2 separate regions of the Mus musculus genome follow, and region 2 is linked to region 1. The links are chromatin contacts, called in public promoter capture Hi-C maps. All regions are on one chromosome and are shown on one strand. The core of a region is the stretch at or near the end of the contact, and the rest is flanking DNA. Distances in the headings are between cores, read along the strand shown. Region 1 holds the start of Gatad2a (GATA zinc finger domain containing 2A). Region 2 holds the start of Nr2c2ap (nuclear receptor 2C2-associated protein).

Region 1 (7,899 bases), core at 2,949-5,448:
ATCAAACTAGCGAGGTGGGATCATGCTCAGAGTTGCAAAGAACTGCTAGAGATGTTGCTAACAAATCCTTAAAACAAGTGGCCTTTACCCTCTCTCCAGCCACAGCTCCATCCGGGAGCTATCTTTGAGGAAAAGTAGCCTCCAGGGTCCTACAACCTCAAACCTCCCCCCACAATGCCTACCTCAACCTGCTAGGAACTCCTCTTCCCTCCCAACCCCCCAGCCCAGACGGATGTTCTAGGCCCTGACATAGGTGACATCAACCCTTTCATATAAAGAACCCAGAACTGAAAGTAGAACAGAATATGGAACAAAAATCCCTAAGGATTTCATCTGGGAAACAAGTACTTCTTCGAAGATGAAGACAGAAGTTCATTCAGTACAGCCCACAGGAGTAGCAAGAGGTCCCTAGCTGGGCAAAATGAGGGCCGTCCTGAAGCTACCTACAGAATTCCACCAAAATAAATCCTTTGTCTTCTAAAAGAGTAACCTACATTTTCATCAGACAAAAAGAGGTCACAAATATAGCCTGGAAAGCTCGGGGGCGGGGGGGCTGGGAGACTGAGCCTGACATTCTCCTGACTGGTCCACATCGGCAGGAGTCTTCTGGTGCCAAGCAGAATGGGAACTCTTCTTTCCCTCATACTGTCGACATCTACTTTGCTGTGATCAGCTCAATCACTGCCTTCGTACTTCAATCCAAAGAGTCCACTTTGTTCAGGTGACAGACGATGAAGTCAATCCTACTACCTGACAGTCTGTTGCCTCCTGAAGCTGCATCCACACTGACCATGACCACACTCAGCCTCAAACTGTGGCGCTGACAACTTGTTCTTCTGGTTCTTAGGAGGAAATCCTAGCCATGCTCCTCTAAGACTGCACCTACCAGCCTGTTTCATAATCTTCCCAGCTCTTTACACTGAGCATAAATTACTTCACTTATGAGGGCAGAGAAAACAGTTCTACCACTCCCAGTAAGGGACAAAAACACTGGAGTCTTAACACTCAGGTACTCAGCTGCTGTGCTGTGCTGGAGCCAGTCTTAAGCCCAACTCTCAGGAAGGGCTGAACACCAAGACTGCTCAAGTCAAGATCTTAATTTTCTCCAGACAAGGCTAACTCTGCTGAATGTGGCGATGCTTGCCCACCAAGTTCCTCAGTTGGTTGTCTGTTTAGATCTATCGAACAAGGTCCTGGCCTGGGCTCTGTCTAACCCAGTGATAACTCACACTGCTCTCAGGGGAAATACCAGCTGCCAGCCAGCCAAGCCTATTCGGGACGGGGCTGGGATGGGGCTGCCGCAGTACCCAACAGAGGTGGATGGTGGGGGGGAGGGGGCGACACACACACACAGAGGGAGAGAGGGAGAGGGAGGGAGGAAGAGAGGGAGAACAATTCCAGCTCCCTTCAGTTCAAGCACTCTCTGCCCAGAAACTACCTTATTCTCTTATGTACTCATCTTCTACTAGTGACCCCAAAAGAGAAAAGCTCCCACACCAGGCCCACAAGGTCATACAGCCCTTCTTCCTTCATCCCCTAAGTTTTCTTGGCCCACTAATCTCACTCACTTCTCCCAATCAGGGAGTCCTAGTATTAAAGCCAGAGGCACAGTATGCACACCGATTTGTACTACATAAATCAATCTGCAAATCACTACTTGTAGTGCCAGAAATTCACAGAATAAATGATGCAGAACAAGTCAGACAGCTAATGGAGAACTGAACATCTAAGTCTTAACAATGGCTTTATTACTCAAATAAGGGATGTGGACTGTAACAAGTTTGAGGCCAACCTAGGCTATACAGTGAGCTCCAAGCCAGCCTTGGCTAGAATGAGACCCAGTCTCAAAAAGAAACAAAACCAACAACACAAAATAGCTCGTTACTGGGAGTGGAGGTAGGGCAGCACACAGATGCAAGATTCCAGAAAGCTTCCCAAGGAGGCTTGAACCCAGACACTTTACATCATAATATGCTTCATCACAGGACCTGCCAAATAACACACTAATAGAGATGACATGACACTAAAGAAATGTCATCAAAGTGGAACTAACAAGGCATAGCGATCAATCAGTAATGCACAAATGCTCCCATTTCCAGAGCTACTCAGCTTCCAAGGGGAAAAGCAATCTTTGAATTAAAGAGAGGATTGGGACCTGGTGATCAGCTGGAAAAGACACTTGGCCCCCAAGCCTCCTCACACAAGCTCTTTCTCTGAACCCACATGGTGGAAGAAGCAAATCCTGAAAGTTGACCTGACTCCACACATGCTCATGAGTACAAACATACAAAAAATGACATTGTTTTTTAAAGTATTTCAGAATTGTAGGGAGCAAAAGAAGAATGAGAGGTGGACAGAGAGTGAGGAGTAAGAGTGGGTGATTACCACACTTAACTGCTTCCTCTAGAGAACTCTGGGTCTGAAGCACAAGCGTGGTGGCTATGCCACTCAAAGGCCAGCTGGATTCTCTTCTCTCAGGACACAGAAAGGCTGGCATGGTGTTCTAAGCTGCACAGGTACAAGGAGCTTGCTTCATGTACTAGAGCAGGGGGAATTCTCACATACAAGGGGAAAGCAGCTACGTTCCCCAGTTCTAATGCAGAAAACGTACAGCAATCACATCTCTGCCCCTTCACTAAGCAGTGAGGGAACAACAGGACTTGTAGAAGCTACAACTTCTCATCTGGAAATTAGGTATTATACATCAGAAGGATCATTTTTGGTACCTGCTATACCTGCAAAGGAAACTTGGCCCATGCACACTGAGAGCCAGGTATAAGCTAAGGACTGGAGGGTATTCACAGTGCTGTGGTGTAATGTTGCTTTAAAGAAAAGTTGTAACCACCGTAACCACCGAATGGTAGGATGAGAAGAACAAGAGGGAGACTCAGGCTCAGTATACAGATTACATCCACAACAGGTATCTATCGCTTTGTGAATGGACACACACATTAACAGGGACGTGGGAGTGCTGCATACTCCAAGAAGATAAAAAGAAGTTAATGCTGTCAAGAAAATGTAAGGCTCAGGAGACTCACCAGGACTTTGTCCTAAAGAATCCAAAGCCACAAGATAAGAGTGAACTACCTGAAGTGAGTCAGGTAGGTAGAACTTGCAGCCTCTGCTAAAACTGCAGGGGCGGGAAGGAAAAACAAAACATTCTGCCATACAGGTCTTAATGAGGGGTCCCCATTCATTTCAGGGTTCCGGAGAGCGCAGTCCGGCTGCGGCTGAGGCCTGCCCAGAAGCCTTTCCTTGTTGAAGTGATCAATTCCGATTCTTGGCATTAATCCCTTTAAAAGGCCAGCTGCTGCTGTCTAGTCACTGATGCCAACCCGTTCCAGGTGGAAGAAAAAAGAAATTATTGGAGCCACATCGTACACCCGGAGGCAAATTTAAAGTGGAGGGCCATGAGGAAAACAGGAACCAAGAGAGGGGGAAGGGTCCCATGGCTCCCCAGGGTCAAGCAGGAAGGGCGCGAGCCCAAGCAGGACGGTGGGGGGGGGGGGGGACCGGCCCTGCAGGCGTGGGCGCGCAGGGACTCTTATTCTGACACGGGATCCTCCGCCGCCTCCGCCGCCGCCGTCGCCGCCGAATTTAACGCCGCCGCCGGGCTCGGACCCCCGACCCTCCCGTGGACTCTCACCCCACGCCACTCGTCCACGTGCTGTGTGCCCGCCGCCCCCCTTGGGGCGGCCTCCCAGCCTGAAAAGCTCAGGAGGGAGTGAGGCGACTCGGCCACTTCCCGGCTCCGGGGACCAGGGACCCCAGCCCCACGTGCGAGGGCGGTGGGGAACTTTCCAGCGGCGCAGGCGAAGCGAACCGCAGCGCAGCAAACCGAATACGACCGCGCTCCCACTTTCCCGCGCCCCCGCCCCGCCTTGCCAAGTTTGCTAGGAACTTACCCGGCCGCGCGCCGACCGGGCCCAGGGGCAGCGCGCGTGTCCACAGGGCTGGGGGCGGGGGGCGCCGGCCGCGCGTGCTCGCTGCGCCTGAGGGGCCGCCCGGGCCCGCGGCGCTCGCTCCGCCGCTCCGCCCGCCCGCGCCGCCGGCCAGATAATGCGCCCCTCGGCCGCACACATGGAGCCCGGCGCCGGCGTCACCGCCCGGGACATGCGCACCAGGTCAGCGCGCCCGGCCCGCGGCCCCCAAAACACCGGGGAGCTCTTAAAGGCGACGCCACCCGCCCGCACCCGGATGGGCGGGGTCGGGAAGGGAGGGGCTCCCTGTGGGCGTGGTCTTATGTGGGCGTGGTTCCCTGGAGGCGAGGCTGGGCGGGCCTACCCGGAAGCACCGCCCTCCCAGCCCCAAAGACTGGCGACGCTGCGCTAAGCGACTGGGTTTCCCACTTGGGCTGCTAAGCGCCCCTCAGCCATGGCCAGCTTAGTGCACAGAGCTCGGCCGCGCCCAGGGCTGACTCACGCTGACCTCGCCCGAGCCCTGCACGGCCACCTCTTGTAACTCTGAGACGCGCCCGGGGCCTCGCAAAGCTTCCTCTCAGGAACTTCGGTGTTGACCTCCAGTGAGAAGGTGCGATCGGCTGAGCGGTCACCCCTCTCCCCCGGACCGCAGACAGTTCAACCTACCCACCAAGCCAATCCACCTGCAGAGAACGAGGTGGACGGCTGTCTCCTTCCAGTAATCCACATCTAGCCTGTGCCTCTGGAGAAGAAGGAATCCCCAAGAAAACAAACCTGCGCCCAACCCTCTCTGGTAACACCAAGGAGACAATAATAGCCAGAAAGGAAGCAAGTTTGGGGAGATTATGAAGCATCTGAAGCCAATTTACAATTTCAACAGGGAAAAGTACAAAGTTCATAGAAAACCTATTCCAGGACAGCGACATGGCTCAGTGGTTTAAAGAGGCTTGCCACCAAACATAATGACCTGAGTTCCATCCGCACAAGTTGTCCTCAGACACAAACACACGCTCATAAATAAAATATGTTAATTTAAAAAACACATCTGGAGTCATGGCTCAGCAATTAAAGGTACTGGCTGCTCTTGCAGAAGACCCAAGCACCCACATGGTGGCTTACAACCTACCATAACTCCGGTTCTAGGGTATTTATGCCTTCTGTCCTCATCATACAGAAACACGTCATAAAGAAATCTTATGAAGACAAAGCCCAGGGCTAAAGAGTTAGCTCAGTGGTTAAGGGCACTTCTTGTTGTGGAAGACCTGGGTTCTATTCCCAGCACCCACATGGAGGCTCTCCTCCTCAGGCAACAAGTACACATGTGGTACACAGATGCACATGCAGGCAAAACACTCATGACACATCAGTTTCTTTTAATATATATATATATAAGGGTTGGAGAGATGGCTCAGTGGTTAAGAGCACCAACTGCTCTTCTGGAGGTCCTGAGTTCAAATCCCAGCAATCACATGGTGGCTCACAACTATCTGTAATGAGATGCCCTCTTCTGGTATGTCTAAAGACAGCTACAGTGTACTCACATATAATAAATAAATCTTTAAAAAAAGAAAAAGAAAGAAAAGGAAATGAAATAAAGAAAATGAAGCCTCAAGGTAGGTGGATGAGTTCGTGGCCAGTCTGTACTATGGCTAAGACTACAGAGAAACTCTGTCTTGAGAGGAAAAAATGAAAAAGAAAAAAGAAAGTCTAGTGTCACAAAGCAGTTGTTAATATCAGAATCACTGAAACAGACTCCTGCCATGTTCCTATTCCAGCTTTGAAATAGTGATGAGACAGACACCAGGACTCCTGAAAACTGCTGAAGTACCTTTTTTGTAACACACATAACTGAAATGTGTTACTGCACAACTGTAATGTAATCTGATGGCTTCTGTTGTGTTGGGAAAAACATCAAAAGTACTTCTAATCTATAAGTGGGTCTCACCCCAAATTTGAAAAATTACAAAAATCCTCATCCTCAGCACTGCCTTCCCTAAGTCCTTCTGAATTTCTGTGGAGTTTTACAGTTGGCAACTTTGTCACTGACCCCTACCCATACCTAAACCTTCCAAGTTTAAAGCAACATCTTGCAGAACCTTAAGAGAAGCACTCTTCAACATCAAAAAGATACAAAATACCGATTGCGGCAAAGAAATGCAAATGTTTCAGCTTAAACAAAAAGCTCTCAAACTTGACCAGGTATATAGTTCAAGGGCCTCTGCTCCATCCCTGTACAAGGAAAGATGGGTCGGCAGAATCCAGGGCTTCCGTGTAGCTCTAAGAGCCACTGGTGCCACAGTGATTAATCAGATGGTGTGCATTACAGCAAAACAAGAAACCGTTACCTCACCTGGTTCCGATTAATGCCAACTTTAATTAGCGATGAACTGAACCAAGTGTGGTCAAGTGGGAGCCCTCAAACTCCAAGCCAGGGTAAGGACTCAGAGTCTAAATTGTTAAGCACTTTGTGAGTCACCAAGGTGACAAACTGTCCAGTTTAAAGAAGGAGGCATCATCTGTGACATGCTAAAGACAGCAGTGTGGACTGGTGACAGGTGAGCTGCTCCAGAGGGCAGTGTCAACTTCTCTATTGGAGAAAGTATTGGGTGGAGAGCAAAGGTAAAACACAAGAGTTTCCTTCTGTGACAGAAATGGAGCTAGGGACACAAATGATGAAGTGACAGTAGGGGCAGGCCTCTTTGGGGGTCCCTTTATGGCTTAGCTGCTTGACTGGAAACCTCCCTGCCCTGATGCATTGGGCTAGCTTTTATGAAACATGAGGCACTCAGCTGCTCACAACACTGTCCAAGCTGCAGACACCCTAATTACCAGCCATGTTTTCCTCTGCTTTCTCTGCCCTAAGAACAAGCTGTTAGTGAACCACTTTCAAAACACTTCTCTAGCAGGGGATGTAGCTCAACAGTGAAGCCCTTGCCCAGCATGCCCAAAACCCCAGGGAAGAGGGGAGAGGAAGAAAAAAAAACTTTGCTAATAATAGCCAAGTCTCCTTACTCCCCAACCACTGTAAAAAATAGTCTAATTATCTTTTAATGCACTAGCATCTGAGCCTGTTCCTACACAAGATACTGAAGGGAAGAAAAAAAAAATACTTGGGGGCTAAATTCCCATGTTCGGGTCTCCTTTCATAGCAGAAGCTGGAGTTGGTTCAAGAATCCAAAGCAACCCTGCTGAATGCTGGAGACACTGCACTTTCTTTCTTCTCCTCTTCCTCCCCCCCCCCTCTGGTTTTTTTAATACACGGTCATTCTGTGCAGCCTTGGCTGTCCTAGAACTTGCTTTGTAGAACAGACTTGCCTCAAATTCAAAGGTACACACCTGCCTCTACCTCCCAAGTTTTGGGCTTAAAGGTGTGAACTACCACACCCAGCTGGAACTTGCACTTTTCTATTCTATTGAAAGTTCCATTCAAGTTTTTGATGAATAAAACTTAAAATGCATTCCTAACTGATGGTCAAGAATTTGGAGAACACTGGTACCAAAAGCATCACATGTGACAGGTCAGCAGGAGCACACTCTAGAAGTTGATGGAGAGTAAGAAAGATAAAATGGCCCCAATTTACAGAATGCATTCTTTTTTTTTTTCTTTTGTTTTGTTTTGTTTTGTTTTGTTTGTTGTTGTTGTTTTTTTTTTGAGACAGGGTTTCTCTGTGTAGCCCTGGCTGTCCTGGAACTCACTCTGTAGACCAGGCTGGCCTCGAACTCAGAAATCCGCCTGCCTCTGCCTCCCGAGTGCTGGGATTAAAGGCGTGCGCCACCACGCCCGGCTTCAGAATGCATTCTTAAGAAACACTGAAGTCAGCAGGTACAAACATATCATCTAGCACTCAGGAAGCAGAGGCAGGAGAATCGGAGTTCAGGGCCACCTTGAATTATATGAGATTCAGTCTCAAAAAACTAAAAAGAAGAGAGAAAGGGGAGACTAAGACTCTAGATTCAGTTACAGCTCAAGAGATAAGCC
Region 2 (7,899 bases), core at 3,773-6,272, 160 kb after region 1:
GGACCTACGCTTGGTTCCCAGCACTCACATGGTGGTTCACGACCATCTATAACTCCAGTTCATGGGATCCAATGCCTTCCTCTGGCTTCCAAGGGCACCAGGCCCACACATGTTGCATATACATACATGTAGGTAAAACAGTTTCACACATGAAACAAAATAAATACATTAAAAAAAAACAAATTAAAAAAAAGATGAACTGTCCAGGAATGGTGGTACATGGCTTTAGTCCCAGCACTTGGGAGTCAGAGGCAGATGGATCTCTGAATTGGAAGACAGCTTGGTCTACAAAGTGAGTTCCAGGACAGTCAGGGCTATACAGAGAAACCCTGTCTTGAAAAACAAACAAACAAACAAACAAACAAACAAACAAACAAAACAACCACAAAAGATGCACTGAATAAAGGACTGGGCAGAAAAAAGAACTCCTGTCTTTACCCCCACAGTGGTGCTACTCCAGACCAGCTGTCTCATCCTCCTTGTCTCGGTTTACCTATCTCAACTGAGAGTATGAATAGTCTCTATAGATTGCTAGAAGAATAAAACAAGAAGTGTATGTGAAGTGGGAACTTATGGTTTCTTTGGGAAGTCGGTTGTGTTGGATGGTGTTTTGCTGGGGCAGACATGGGATGAACTGTTTTTTCCAGAAGCAGACACAGGTGAGAGAATGTTTTGCTAAAGCAAACATGTAAAAAGACGCGTGATGTCAAGAGCGACACAACAGACACAGATGATGCTGGGTGGTGTGGTACGCCTTGCCATTCCTTAATGGTCAAATTTGTCATGACATCATAGAAAGAAACACACCAAAAAAACTTCTGGCGATGCTCTGGTGGCTTGTGGCTTCCAAGGACTCGGGTTGACTGGTAGAGTGATGTCAGCTGATACAGACTCACATAGTTTGCTAAGACAGACTTCCGTGGTGAGGCAAGAGCTATGGGAGGAGCTGTGGATGGAGTAGAGAGGACCCAACAGACATAGCTTCTATAGCTGGCTTTGCAGCGCCTCATTGGTCTCTTGTCTTCATCTTTGCTGATCTTCACTTCATTGAGAAAGACACAGCAGAGAACTTCTCCTTAAGTTCCTGCTGGTCCTGGTCCCTCCTGCTGGCTCATGCCAACTTGCCTGAGGCCTGGTTGTCTCTCCTAGGCCGTGCCACCGCTGCTGATTCATGTTTGCTATCCCAACTCTACTGAACTGGACCGCTGGTGTACATTCTGACAAGCAGATGGAAGCTGCTCCAAAGAACTATTTCTAAACAGGTCCACTTCCCCAGTATCCTAATAACCTTTCTTTTCCATACCTCTGGTGAGTGGTGGGCTAGAAGGGAGGTTAAAGTATTTAAGAACCCTTATTTTATTATTATCATTTTTTTTCTAGACATGGCTTCTCTGTATAGTCCTGGCTGTCATGGAACTCACTCTGTAGACCAGGTTGGCCTCAAACTCAGAAATCTGCCTGTCTCTGCCTCCTAAGTGCTGGGATTAAAGACGTGTGTCACCACTGCCTGGCTTTTAAGAACCCTTATTAAAAGTAACTTTAAAGAAATTTAAGGGGCTGGAGAGATGGCTCAGTGGTTAAGAGCACTGATTGCTCTTCCAGAGGTCCCAAGTTCAATTTCCAGCAACCATCTGTAATGAGATCTGATGCCCTCTTCTGGAGTATCTGAAGACAGCTACAGTGTACTTACATATAATAATAAATAAATCTTTTTTTTTTTTTAACTAAGCCGGGCTAGCGAGATGGCTCAGCAGAGAGCGGGGTTGATTACAGCGAACAGGGTTGACCTGAATGAGCAGGGTGGATTGGAGCAAGCAGAGGTCCTGAAATTCAATTCCCAACAACCACATGAAGGCTCACAGCCATCTGTACAGCTATAGTGTACTCACATACATTAAATAAATAAATAAATAATAAATCTGTACAGCTACAGTGTACTCACATACATTAAATAAATAAATAAATCTTTTTAAAAAATTTAAGCCAACATGAGCATGTGTTTACCATTTTTGTATTTTTTTAGGCCAAGTACCAGCCTAGGCTAGCACACAGCATCCTAAGTACCTGAGGAAGAGCCTGATTTTGTGATTCTCCTGTCTAAACCTCCCGAATGCTAGGACAAGGCATACTTCATCACACCCAGCAGGTTACCATCTTGTTGTTCCTTTTGGAGTTTGCTGAGGAAACTGAGACTAAGGGAGATGGGATGCCCTGCTTGGAGATTCACAGGCCTGCTCTGAGGTCCCAGAGCCAAGCTGACCCTCGGGCGCCTCACCAAACCCATTCCTGAGCTGGTGCCAAGGCTGAAAAGAGAAACTGGCCCAGGGCCCAGACCTGCTGGTGCTGCAGCCTGGGGTGAGGGACCCTTGCCTGGGAATCTGCAAGGCTCAAAGAGCTATTTATAGGCCCACTCTGGGATTTAGAAGGTCCCCATCTCCAGCCTGGAAGTCCCTGTCTGTTACTGGCACCCTGAAGTTAGCTTCAGGAGATGAGGTGAGGGGGCAGCAGAGTGGCTCAGAGGTCACGTGGGTGGATGGAAGCTCCTAGACAACCAGGTCTCAGGGATAGTGCCCCTCTAATTGTACAGGAATATAGCCAAGGTCATAGTGGATAGTCATACACAGTGCCACCAACCACCTGAGGAGGATTGGGAGTTTATGACTATTTTCTTGACTGCATAGTAAATCTGAGGCCATCCTGGGCTACGGAAAATCCTGTCTCATTAAATAAACAAATACATAAATAAATAGAAAAGCCAAGTGTAGTGATGTATGACTTTAATCTCAACACTTGCAAGGCAGACACAGGTGGATCTCTGTGAGTTTGAGACCGGCCACACAGTGATCTCCAGGACAGTCAGGGCTACAGAGAGAGACCTTGTCTTGAAAACAAAAACAAAAACAAACAAAACAAAACAAAACCCCAAAAAGCCCCAAAGAACTAAAAAAAAAAACAAACAAAAAAAAAACAGTCCAGGGTTGGGAATGGGCTAGATAGACCCAGTCCTCCATGTGACACCCTCCTGCTTCAGGGCTTGGAGGGGGACGGGAAGGAGGCGGCTCTCAGGCTCCCTGACTCAGGGATGAATGCACCATGTTGGCTACTTCACTGGGAACTCAGAGCTACTAATTCCCTGGTGAAACAGGAGGCTCTTTCATGCCCAGGCGCCAGTGGGGTGAGGAGGCGGGAAGAGAGTAGGGAGCTGGCAGTGTCCCAGGGGGCCAGGCAGCCTCATGCCAGGGCCAGAAGCAATACAGGAAGGATGGCGGCTGGGATTCTATGCAGTCTCTTCAGGCACCACAGCCACCTTTTTTGTGTTGAGTGCCATAGAGGTAACACAGCCAGCCATTGGCAGGGTAGTGATGAGTCCATGCCTAGAGACAGACTTGTCTATGAGCCCTAGTGTCCCAAGTGTCATTGTTACTGGGCGTCAACCCAAAGGGCCTACTTTTCACAGGCAGGAAGTTGAGCTCAGAGGTCAAAGGTTTGTCTGAGAACACATAGCCAAACGTTTAATGACGCATGGCCTTGGAAAACAGCTAGGCTGAAGCTGGATGGCCTGGCAAGGAAGGCCCTGCATTTCTGGGCTGGCAGGGCATCCCTCCTGATGTGACCCAGTTACCCTGCCAGGCCTGCTTCCTGGGGCGGACTTAGGAGACACCGGTGGGATGCTAAGGAACCCTCTGGCGCTCACAGAAAGAGGAAAGATCAGAGGCCATTCAACCCAGAGGCTGCTCTGTCTTGGGAGTCTTCATTCAGAGAGCAGGCTGGGGTTCCACCCTCTCCCCAAAGCTGCTGCAGACCAGTGGGAAGTGGCTCCCTAGCTCTCATTCAAACCTGTTGTCTGTGTCACCTGATTCTATGTTTTTGCTAATCCCTGGCCTGGAACTCTTTCTCTTCCAGAAAGCCCTTCCTTTAGAAAGTCTCCCTGCTTCTTCAGTCTCTTTGTTCCTGTGACTCATCCCTGAACCCATGATGTTTGGGGTGTCTATGTCTGGTTTTGTTTGCTCCCACTGGGACACACTCCTCTGCATCCTCTGAAATCCACCTTACACCATTCTTTGACCAAGTCTTCCATAACATGTTAGGAAAGCATTCGCTGAGAGACTGATTTATCCTTCGCGCTGGTGATGGGACCCAGTGCCTTGCACTTTCTGGGCAGCCTGCTATTGAGCTCCTTAGCTGAGGAGATGGCTCAGTTGGTAAAGTAGCTGACCCTGATGACTCAAATGCAATCCCCAGGACCCATGCGGTGAAAGGAGAAAGCTAACTCCTACACGTTATGCTCTAACTTCCACATATTAATAAAAGTAATACAAAAAGTAGACTCTGGAAAATGTTTGAGAGCACTTCCTGTTCTCGCAGAGGACCTACAGTCGGTTTCCAGCAGCCTCACTGGAAGTGGTGGTACAGGAGATCCCATGTTCTCTTCTGGATGGACAATTACCAGACATGTATAGTATACAAACACTCAAGCAAAACACTCATTACACATTAAAGTGTTTTTAATTAAAAAATATACTTTAATCCCAATACGGGGCGTGAAGGTGCATGCCTTTAATCCCAGGGCTCAGGAGGCAGAGGCAGGAGGATTTCTGGGAGTCTAGGCGGCCATTACCTGCGAGGCAAATTCCGGGCAGCCAAATCTACACGAGACCCTGTCTCAAAAATATATTAGGCAGATCTGCTACTGTCCATGTTAGCATGAAACGTAAGCCCTGCAGGAGATGGATTTAGGGTCGGAGCAGGACGCAAGGGCTGGGGGTGACTGATGCACCCAGTAGCACGGCCTCTTCAACATTTATTTTGGCCTCTTTGGAAGGCAATGGGGTGCAGGGCTCCCAAGCTGCATCCACGGCGAGCAAGGCCTTCTGCAGGTAGACATGATCACAGGAAGGCCATGGGAACATTTTGTAGCCACTAGGTGTGTAGTTCAACAGAACCAGAAACCTCAGTGTGAGGGCCCTTTAAGAGGCGAAGGGGAGGTGCCATAAACCCCGCCCCGGCCCCGCGAACGGAACAGTGTCTGTGTAGCACTGCGCGTGCGCTATCCGCACGCGGTTCCGGGTTCGTAGATCTGCAGAGCCGCTGGGGCTCGGTTGGTTTAGAAAGCTGCTTTTAGTGTTCCTCCGGTTCCCAGATCGCCCACCTTGTCATATAGAGGTGGCCGGGGGTAGGGAGTGTGGCCGCTAGATCAAGTTGGGAGTGGCAGCGCCGGGCTTCGAACTCGCGTTCCGCGAGTCATCCTAGAACTGTGATGACTCAGTCTTTGGTTTGTCCGGACACTGTGAGCAGGTGAGACTCAGTGTAGATCTGGGCGCGGGGGCGGAAGAACTGGGAGCTGAGTTGTGGAGACGAGGCCCAGATGGCAGCTAGCTGGGGTCCAGAATCAGGAACCTGGAGCAGCCTGGGGGCGGAGCCAGGTGGTAGAGTCCCGTGGTTTAAGTGGTGTGTTGCCTGGTGCATCTGTTCCCTGGCTGGGGGTGCGGTCTGGTAGTTAAGTTCCTGGCTGTTGGTAGCAGAGTTCTTGGGTGTGGGGCCGGCCGGCCTGGTGGGTGGCTCACAGCAAGGATGTCCAAGTGTTGAGGCCCCTAACCTGGTCCTGTCCTGCAGGGTCAGTTCTGTGCTCAATCGCAACAGCCGGCAATTTGGAAAGAAACATCTTTTTGACCAGGATGAAGAGACGTGCTGGAACTCTGACCAGGTGAGGTGCTTCTATACCCCTTCATTCCAAGTGTAGGGGTGTAGAAGATGCAAGGTTACAGGGTGCCTTGAGATCTCTGGGGAGACTAGAAAGCACAGTGTGCTTGTACCCTTCCTGTGCTGGCCGTGGCAGTGACACTTGAAAGATGAACAGACAAAAAACAAACAAACAAAAAAGGCGGGCAGTGGTGGCACACGCCTTTAATCCCAGCACTTGGGAGGCAGAGGCAGGTGGATCTCTGAGTTCGAGGCCAGCCTGGTCTACAAAGTGAGTTCCAGGACAGCCAGAGCTACACAGAGAAACCCTGTCTTGGGGAAAAAAAAAAGAAAGAAAGATGAACAGAACATCATAGGGCCCTAACCTTGCAGTTACCAAGTGCCTCAGTTTATCCCTCTGCTTCCAGGGCCCCTCCCAGTGGGTGTCACTCGAGTTTCCCCAGTGTGTTCAGATCACACAGCTGCAGGTGCAGTTCCAGGGTGGCTTCTCCAGTCGCCACAGCTGCCTGGAAGGTACAAGAAAGCTGAGAGGTGGGGTGTCCACAGGGTTCCCTGGATTCTTAGCCCATTTCTCCATTGCAGGTTCACGGGGTGGGGAGGCACTCAGCAAGATTGTAGATTTCTACCCTGAGGACACCAATGCCCTTCAGATATCCTGCCTGTCTTGTGGTGGGAGGGATCTGGTTTTCTACAAGCTTCAGGTCTTTGGGTGTGGTGGTAATGGCACTGGGGAGGCTGGGGCAGGAGGATCCAGAATGCCAGGCCAGCTTGGACCAGACCCTGTCTCAAAAGAATCAAAGCTTTGACCTCCTCCGCAGGAGTAGGAACTGCTTCTCTGTGCTTTAGTGCCCTGGAGGGGCAGCAGGAAGATCAGGAGTTCAAGGTCAGCCTCAACTACAGTTTGAGGCCAGCCTGGGTTACCTGAGACCCCCATATTTAAAAGAAAAAGAAAAAAAGGTGCTATTGATTTCTTGCTGGGTATGAGAATCAAGAGCCTTTAGTCAGTGGCCCATCGGGTGGTCTCTGGACTGGGAAGGTGGGGCCTGATGGGTCAGAGATAAAACCACCATTTCCTTGACTGCAAGAAGTCACACCTTCTCCATCCCCACAATGGAGGTGGACCGACTGAAGTTGACTTTTGAGGACACCACCGACTTTTTTGGCCGTGTAGTCATCTACCACCTGCGGGTGCTGGGTGAGAAGGCAGGGTGAGAAGCGGCTATTCTTCCAGGAAGCCCCCCTGGGAGGCACCCTGAAGACCTTCAAGTTCTGCACAGATTTATTGGTTCCTGTTGCGGAGGGCTCTTCCCACCACTGTCCAGGAGCTGCCTTTCAAGCCAGTTGTGGGCTGACTGTCCCTGAGTGCCTGGGTTCCCAGCAGGCTGTCTTCACTCGGGGTCCACAGGCCCCAGGGTGCTCTGGAACAATCTGAGGATGTGGCTCTCCATCACCTGTTGCACTGTGGGAGGAGGTGGGAGGAGGGGTGAGCTGGGGGAGCCGGGAAGAAGGGACTGAAGAAGATGCTCAGCCTCTGATGTAAACAGGAGGCCGTGAGCAGGAAACTGTCCAGCCAAGTGCTTTTCTGCTTTTCTGTTCTTGCTGGGCTGGGCTCACTACCTTGAGAATAGGTTGCTTTAAGGCAAGGTTTGCCTGTCTCCCTTCACTCCTGTATCCCACCCACCCTCCGAATTGTAGCTCTCTCTGCCTCCAGAACCATGAGTCCAAATAAAATGTTAAAAAAAACCAAACACCCCATTTGTGGTACTCTGTTACAGCAACAGGAATGGAAGTCTGGGATGCCCACCCCACCACCAAGAGGAACAATGTGTGGATGTGGGTGGAGGTGATAACCAAGACTACGCCCACCCTGGGCCTGGATGGTGCTGTTTGTATCTCCGAGTGTCTGTGTCCCCCAGAGTGTGTCTGAGTGTCTGTGTCCTCCAGAATGTGTCTGAGTGTCTGTGTGCTCCCAGAGTGTCTCTTGAGTGTCTTTGTCCCCCCAGAGTGTGCCTGAGTGTCTGTGTCCCCCAGAGTGTCTCTGAGTGTCTGTGTCTCCCTGGGGCAGTGTTCTCTTGTCATGCACTGGTGTCCCTGCTGCAACCTGGGTGCTAAGGGCCGTGTTTCCTACCAGGATCTAGCACCCATGGGGAACACCCCGTGTACAGCCTTTGTGGCCACCCCATCCACAGCCCCTCAGCT

The links. Capture Hi-C pulls out chosen DNA fragments and counts their contacts.
Region 2: a promoter capture Hi-C map of adipose tissue shows a contact between it and region 1. The contact joins the promoter of Nr2c2ap here to the promoter of Gatad2a in region 1. A contact is called at or near these places in 4 of 39 promoter capture datasets (the C10 cell line, frontonasal cranial neural crest, liver and 1 more), 7 of 484 Hi-C or Micro-C datasets (the C2C12 cell line, Sertoli cells, embryonic stem cells and 2 more), 6 of 115 datasets of contacts at active chromatin or transcription factors (the SCID.adh cell line, bone marrow-derived macrophages, craniofacial prominence and 2 more) and 4 of 9 other capture datasets (adipose tissue, liver, macrophages and 1 more).

Annotation. Positions count from the first base shown.
Region 1 is chr8:69,970,185-69,978,083 of GRCm38.p6, forward strand. Gatad2a (GATA zinc finger domain containing 2A) reads right to left here and starts at 4,199. Exons shown (of 13, transcript NM_001113346.1): 1 at 3,906-4,199.
Region 2 is chr8:70,126,305-70,134,203 of GRCm38.p6, forward strand. Nr2c2ap (nuclear receptor 2C2-associated protein) reads left to right here and starts at 5,023. Exons shown (of 5, transcript NM_001025586.2): 1 at 5,023-5,295; 2 at 5,614-5,704; 3 at 6,108-6,213; 4 at 6,283-6,350; 5 at 6,793-7,448. The coding sequence starts at 5,258. The coding sequence ends at 6,912. It overlaps Rfxank (regulatory factor X-associated ankyrin-containing protein), which reads right to left. Exons shown (of 9, transcript NM_011266.2): 9 at 4,502-7,159. The coding sequence ends at 7,089.